2 separate regions of the Mus musculus genome follow, and region 1 is linked to region 2. The links are chromatin contacts, called in public HiChIP or PLAC-seq maps. All regions are on one chromosome and are shown on one strand. Each heading gives the region's core, a stretch centred on a gene start, on an enhancer-like site or on the middle of the called end of the contact. The rest is flanking DNA. Distances are from core to core; before and after follow the strand shown.

Region 1 (3,076 bases), core at 560-3,059, 35 kb after region 2:
TCAGACACACCAGAGGAGGGCATCAGATCCCATTGCAGATGGTTGTGAGCCACCATGTGGTTGCTGGGAATTGAACTCTGGATTTTTAGAAGAGCAGTCAGTGCTCTTAATCACTGAGCCATCTTCAGCCCCCCTATGGCATGTTTTTAAGGGAACATTTAAAGGGTCACTGATATAATTTGGTATTACTTTCAGTCACCCAAGGGATGTGGGTGTCTGGATCATAAGTGAGTATGGTTTCACCTCAAGGGATGTGGTTTCCGTATTCCAAAGTTGCTAGTGAGTCATATTGAGGACCTGAGGGCCAGGATGGCACGTCTCTCCCACAGGCCAGAAAGGACACCAGTGCAAGAGCTCTCAGTGCCCCTCCTGGGACTCCGATTCAGACTGGGAGAGACCTTTCAGCAAGAGTGGATCCTACCCTCCCGGTACAGACCCTACTCAGCCCCTCTCCATCCCTTACCATCTGGCCCACTTGTGATTCCCACAGTGTAGGCCTCGAGGCTGGCACTCTATCTGGGCATTTGGTCCCTGGTTGGCAACCCTGAGTTCTCCTGGTTCAAACCAGACCACGACCTACCTTCTCTCCCTGTAGCTTGAGCAGCTGGGACTGCTTGCCCTGAAGATCCCTCCAGAGAGAAAATAAACTAGCTGAGACCTTTCTCCACCCTGGACTTTTGCACCTGCTGGTTCAAGAGTCTGGGGTCCTCCCCATGCCAGATAACTCTGTTATCTCAAAGGATGCAGAGACTGGCATGACAGTGAGACAAGACTTAGGGTGTAATTAGTTGGGCGTGTGATCCAAGGAGGTAGGTGGAAGTAAGCATATCACTTTAAAGTTAATACAGCAAGTATGAAACCAGCCTGAGCCACAGGCGACCTTGTCTCAAAAACAAAGAAATGAGCCAAACAAATGGCTCACTGGGCAAAGGCACTGGCCACCAAATCTGAAGACCTGAGTTTGATCCCAGGGACACTCATAAAGGTAGAGAACTGACTCATGCAAGTTGTCCTCCAATCTATAAATGCACACGGGCACACACCTTGATAAATAAATGTAATTAAAAAAATTTTTTTTAAAGACAGGGTTTCTCTAGCCCTGGCTGTCCTGGAACTCTCTCTGTAGACCAGACTGGCACGGAATTTATAGAGATTCATCTGCCTCTGCCCCCGGAGTGCTGGGATTAAAGGCATGTGGCCACTACTGCCCAGCAAATAAATGCAATTTTAAAAATTTAGAAAACACAAAATCAGGACACCGCTTGCCTAGCATGCAGGAAACTTTGCGTTCCAATCCTATCACACAAACCAGATGTGATGGAATAGGTCTGAAGTTCCAGCACTCAAGGAGATGGAGGCAGGAAAATCCAATGTTCAAGGCTAGTCTTGGCTACAAAGAAAACTGGAGACCAGCTTGAGCTGCCTGAGACCCTTTCTCAAACACAAAAATGGATCTGGGATGCCATGCGGAGAGGCGTACCAGAGAGTGTTCTTTGAAGAGGCCGAGCTCCTCTCTTCGCCTTTTCTACCTAGCTAGTCCTTACTCTATCTCCACTCTTTTTCCCTTCTAATCTCTGCTTCACGTCCTGCACCGCCTCTTTGATTCATGCAAATGAGCGTTTATAGCCCCGCCCCGACATGATCACAACTCCCCGCCCATCTGTGTTATGCAAATTAAGGGCCCAATGGCCCCGCCTGCCTGGCTAACAAGAGGCTTGGGCCCACTCCACACTGGGTTATGCAAATGTGATCGTGCTCCCGCCCCACTGGGTTATGCAAATAAGGCATCCTGTGGCCCCGCCCCCACCTCGATCACGGAGTCTGCGCGGAGCGGCAAGTCCGGCGGTCCAGACTTCATCTCGGTGTCCGCCTGCCTGACCAGCGATCTATCTGACTGTTCTACGGCGCCGGGACCGTGTAGAGGGAGCGAGGGTTCAGGCGGCGGCGGCCTAGACAGGGTGAGGGAGAAGCGTGGGCGCCCCCTCTTTTTAGCCCGGGGAGCTGCCCAGCCTGGACACGCAGGTCCAGACCATGGACATGGGTCCTTCTGATCCTTTCCCTGTGGGTCCATTGCGGCGAGGGGGGGCGAGGGCGATAGGGGGAGGGGAGGCGGCGATCTAGGGCTTTAGATGGGGTTGGGGGAGGGGAGTCTGGAGAAGGGGACCCCCCCCACCCGGGGGGAGACCTCAAGAGCCAGGCCACAGTGCTGCGAGGGTGGCTGTGGGTGAATGATGGTGTAGTTGCCCCTTGTTGGTGTGTGGTTGTGTAACTGGTTGTGTGGCTGTCTGGCTGTGATGGGTTCGGGTGTGTCCACTGATTGTGTGTGTGTGTGTGTGTGTGTGTGTGTGTGTGTGTGTGTGAGAGAGAGAGAGAGAGAGAGAGAGAGAGAGAGAGAGGAGAGAGAGAATATACACTGGTGTGTGTGTGTTGGTGTGGTGTCTAGTTGTGTGATCTGTCATTTTGTAGTTACTGTTGTATTCCTTCTGATGTTGTGTGTCTGTTTTGCAATCCGGCAGGTGTCTGCTCTTACCTGCCTTTTGTGTGTGCTGCAAGTCCCTGTCGCATATATCCCATATATCCCTACCTGACCATGTGGCTGAGACTGTGGGTGGCACACTGTCTCTGCTATGACTGTGGAGAGGGTGTTCATGTGTGTGATTGTCATTGAGCGCCTTGTAACTGGGGGTGTGACTCTGTGACCCATTCTGTGACTCTTATTGTGTGGAGTGACTCTGCTGTGATTCTAAGTGGTTAGCAACCTTGAGTCTATCTATGGTGGTGACTGTATCAGGACAGGGATTTGTGGGGGGCTGGGCTGTCTTTCTGTGTGTCTCTCTGACTGTGTCTTTGAGGGGGTATGTTCCATCCGTGTGGGTGTCTATGACAGGCCATATGCAAACTGTGTGTGTGTGTGTGTGTGTGTGTGTGTGTGTGTGTGTGTGTGTGTTTAGGGGTGCTGGGGATTTGTGTGAATGAGCAAATCTGGTTTGCTCAGCATGAGACAGGCACCCCACACAGTGTGCTTGGCTCTTGCTGTGGAATGGGTGGATGTCATGTTCTGAGATGTCCCTGTGTG
Region 2 (3,150 bases), core at 324-2,823:
AGATGATGCCAGCCTAGCTCCAGATTCAGTCAGACTCCCTTCTAGTAACTAAGGCAGAGAATGGTAGAGCAAGACACTCCCCTGCCTCTGCTCACAGGCATACAGGGTGTGCACACACCATACACACAAGCAAACAGCCATGAAAACTGCTTTTTAATAAATCTGGCTTTGTTTTTTTTTTTAACATTACCTAGACTTGTAAGACAATGAATTATGGGGTGTGCTGCTCATATGGATCGAGTACTAAATATTAGAATATCCTCCAACTTTTTTGTTTCGAGACAGGACCTCACTGTGTAGGCAGGCTGCCTCAGAACTAGCAATGTAGACCAGGCTGGCCTCGAACTAACAGAGCTCTACCTACTTCTGCCTCTTGAGTGCTGAGAATAAAGGCTGTCACCACTACGCCCAGCTCTAACTTTTAAACAAAATCACAGGCTTTCCTTCTGAAAATCAATTTCTCATCTAAGCCCACTGTGGTGGCAGGTCCTGTAATCCCAGCACAAGGACACACAGGCACATGTTGGTGGCAGGTAGGTCTCTGAGTTCAAGGCCAACTTGGTCTACATAGTGAGTTTTAGAACAGCCAGGACTACATAGAGACCCTGTCTTAAAAAGTAAAACCACCCAACAACAGTATCAACAAAATTCAAGTTCCGAGGCTGTAACGTGCTTGCACTACAAGCATGGAGATCTGATTTGGGATACCTAGAACCCATAAGATAGACGTACCATCAACATGTTGTCTCAGACCTCCACATCTGAGTTGTGGCTTACCCGCATCCCCCAACCCCTAGTGAATAAATGAAATAATTTAAAAGTTAAATGTGTAAACTAAACAAAGACTCCAAGCATCAGTGTCTGACCTCCGTATTTACATGTACAAACATGCATTCCCGATGCTTGCACACACACCACACACACACAACAGAGGGCCAGCAAGATGGTTTAGCTAGCAATGGTGCTTGTTGCCAAGCCAAATGGCCTGAATTCGAGTCCCTGAATCCACATGGTAGAAAGAACTGAATGTCAAAGTTGTTCTCTGACCTCTGTCTACACTCATACCAGGAGACGTGCAAATTCACATGCTCACATACAGGAAAGAAATATTTTTAAAAGAAAATGTGATCAAAACCCAAATATGGTGGAATACACCAGTAATCCTAGGATTTGGGAGGGGAGGCAGGAAAATCACGAGTTTGACAGCTTGGGTTACAAGACTCTATCTAAAAACAAAATCAGTCTGGCCTAGTGGCCTATTTGGGAGGCGGAAGACAAGCAGATCTCTTGAGTTCTAAGGACCTCCTGGACTACATAGTAAATTTCAGAACAGCCTGGACACACAATGAGACCCTGCCTAAAATAATAAAATAACAGATTTAACACAGGAAAACACATCGTTCCCCAGCTGTAACCGCAGAGCTGAAGACTAGGGTTGAGAACAGTGGTTCCAAGATTTTCCTCTCGGTACATGCTTCTCCCATTCATGCTTCCATTTTGTAACCATTACCGGAAGTTAGCGAACACTGCCTTCTATTGGTACAGCTTTATAGGAAGTCATTGTATGGGATTCTGGGAAATGTAGTCCTTGAGCGGGGGCAAAGCGCCAGGCAAGAGTTATTGATTCAGATGGAGGCTTAGTCTAAGTATTAGCCAAAAGTTTCAGCGTACAGAGCTGCCTCTTCTCTGCCTCTTTCCTTCCCAGCTTCAGAGCAATGACCACGGATGAGGGCCACATCACTAGTTTCCGGGGGTCCGACGCCCTCTTTTGACCCTGGCTGCACTCATGGTGCACATATATACAATCAGACAAAACACTCATACACATAAAAACAAATCTGTAAAATAACTTTAAAAATATTTGTGTGGGGAGGCGGGCACTGTGAGAACAACATGCGGGAATCCCACCTTGTGGGTCTCAGGGATTGAACTCAGGTCATCAGGTTTGGCAGCAAAGCGCCTTTATCCACAGAGCCACCTTGGTAGCTCCATCCAGCTTGGTTTTGCTTTGGATATCCCTCCCCGCAGCTGCCGGGAATTCTTGCCACCTTTACTGCTGTTCATCAAGCCGGGCTGACAAAATCTGGCAAAAGGCAGGCCACAGTCCACCTGGCTGCTGGGGACTGAGTCTCCTCTTTTATTTCTCTGGGGCACTCACTGCTCTTTGGGGAGGAATTGATAATAAAATACTAGCAAAACGCTATCTGTCCCTTTGTCTTTCTTGGTTTTGGTTTTGCATTCCTGGCGATGATATGAACTTGAAACAGCTAAGTGTAACAGTGTGTGTGTGAGTCTAGGTTTTGTAATAATGAAATACCTGAGGGTGGGTGCTTTTAAAAGATTGATCTAATTCAGGCAGGGAGTCATGGTGCTTCCTTGTGCCTAACTCCTGGTGTGTCAGAATGCCCCTCTATGGTTAAACATCTTTAAAGTTACATTGAGGTCACTCCTCCTGTGGCAAAACAAAGGCACCAGGCACTCTCCCTTTCTCCCTCTGTACTCACCAACAAAGGCTTTCTGTCTTCAAAAGGCCTGGCGTCTTTACAGCATCACTTGCAGTCTGTCAAGGTAGGTTTGGTTTGTTGGTTGGTTGTTTTGTTTCGTTTTGTTTTGTTTTTATTACTGTTGTTTGATTTTGGTTGTTGTTGTTGTTTTGCCTGTTTGTTTGTTTGTTTGGTTTGAGACAGGCTACTGTGTAGCCCAGGCTGTCCTCAAACTCACAGACATCCACCTGACTCTGTCTCCCAGGTTCAACACCAGGCCGGGCACTCACTTGGTTCTGACATCCTCTCACTTTTATGGGGAATATATTCTACAGAAGGAAATACCAAAAAGGAGATCCAATCCAACTGATTTCAGAGTGAAATCAAGTTGTCACCTTGTCCCAGGACTACGTCACTCACCTCACAATTGTTTGTAAAAACATAATCTTCTTTATTTATTTGTGGTGTGTAGAGTGTGATAGAGTACCTTGATTGTAAAAACAGAATCCCCACGAGGTTACAGCTGGCCTTGCTCAACCATTACCAGTCAGCTCAGAGAGAAATGTCTTCTGAGACAGCCTGTCTCACCTCGAGCAAATAATCTGAGGAAGGAGAGACCACAGGCCAGCACACCCACCTCTTAATGAGCTCCCAGCCAGCTTTCCCA

The links. HiChIP or PLAC-seq counts read pairs in DNA pulled down with a chosen protein or histone mark.
Region 1: an H3K27ac HiChIP or PLAC-seq map of embryonic stem cells shows a contact between it and region 2, with 7 read pairs. The contact joins the promoter of Plppr2 here to the enhancer-like site in region 2. A contact is called at or near these places in 11 of 39 promoter capture datasets (the 3T3-L1 cell line, cranial neural crest, embryonic stem cells and 7 more), 11 of 484 Hi-C or Micro-C datasets (the Ba/F3 cell line, the G1E-ER4 cell line, the HL-1 cell line and 6 more), 4 of 115 datasets of contacts at active chromatin or transcription factors (bone marrow-derived dendritic cells, bone marrow-derived macrophages, embryonic stem cells and 1 more) and 3 of 9 other capture datasets (adipose tissue, liver and pancreatic islet).

The regions. Positions count from the first base shown.
Region 1 is chr9:21,935,201-21,938,276 of GRCm38.p6, forward strand. It overlaps Plppr2 (phospholipid phosphatase related 2), which reads left to right and starts at 1,810. Exons shown (of 10, transcript NM_001290299.1): 1 at 1,810-1,958. Ccdc159 (coiled-coil domain containing 159) reads left to right here. Exons shown (of 13, transcript NM_025977.3): 12 at 330-428; 13 at 596-672. The coding sequence ends at 600.
Region 2 is chr9:21,900,103-21,903,252 of GRCm38.p6, forward strand. No RefSeq gene overlaps it. Among named protein-coding and RNA genes, the nearest start is that of Rab3d, 17 kb to the right of the region's middle. Within about 2 kb of position 1,574, at least 92 of the 459 cell types and tissues checked have an H3K27ac peak or open chromatin away from gene starts, as enhancers often do. A contact at or near this core is called in the Ba/F3 cell line, the G1E-ER4 cell line, adipose tissue and 3 more, where this site is marked.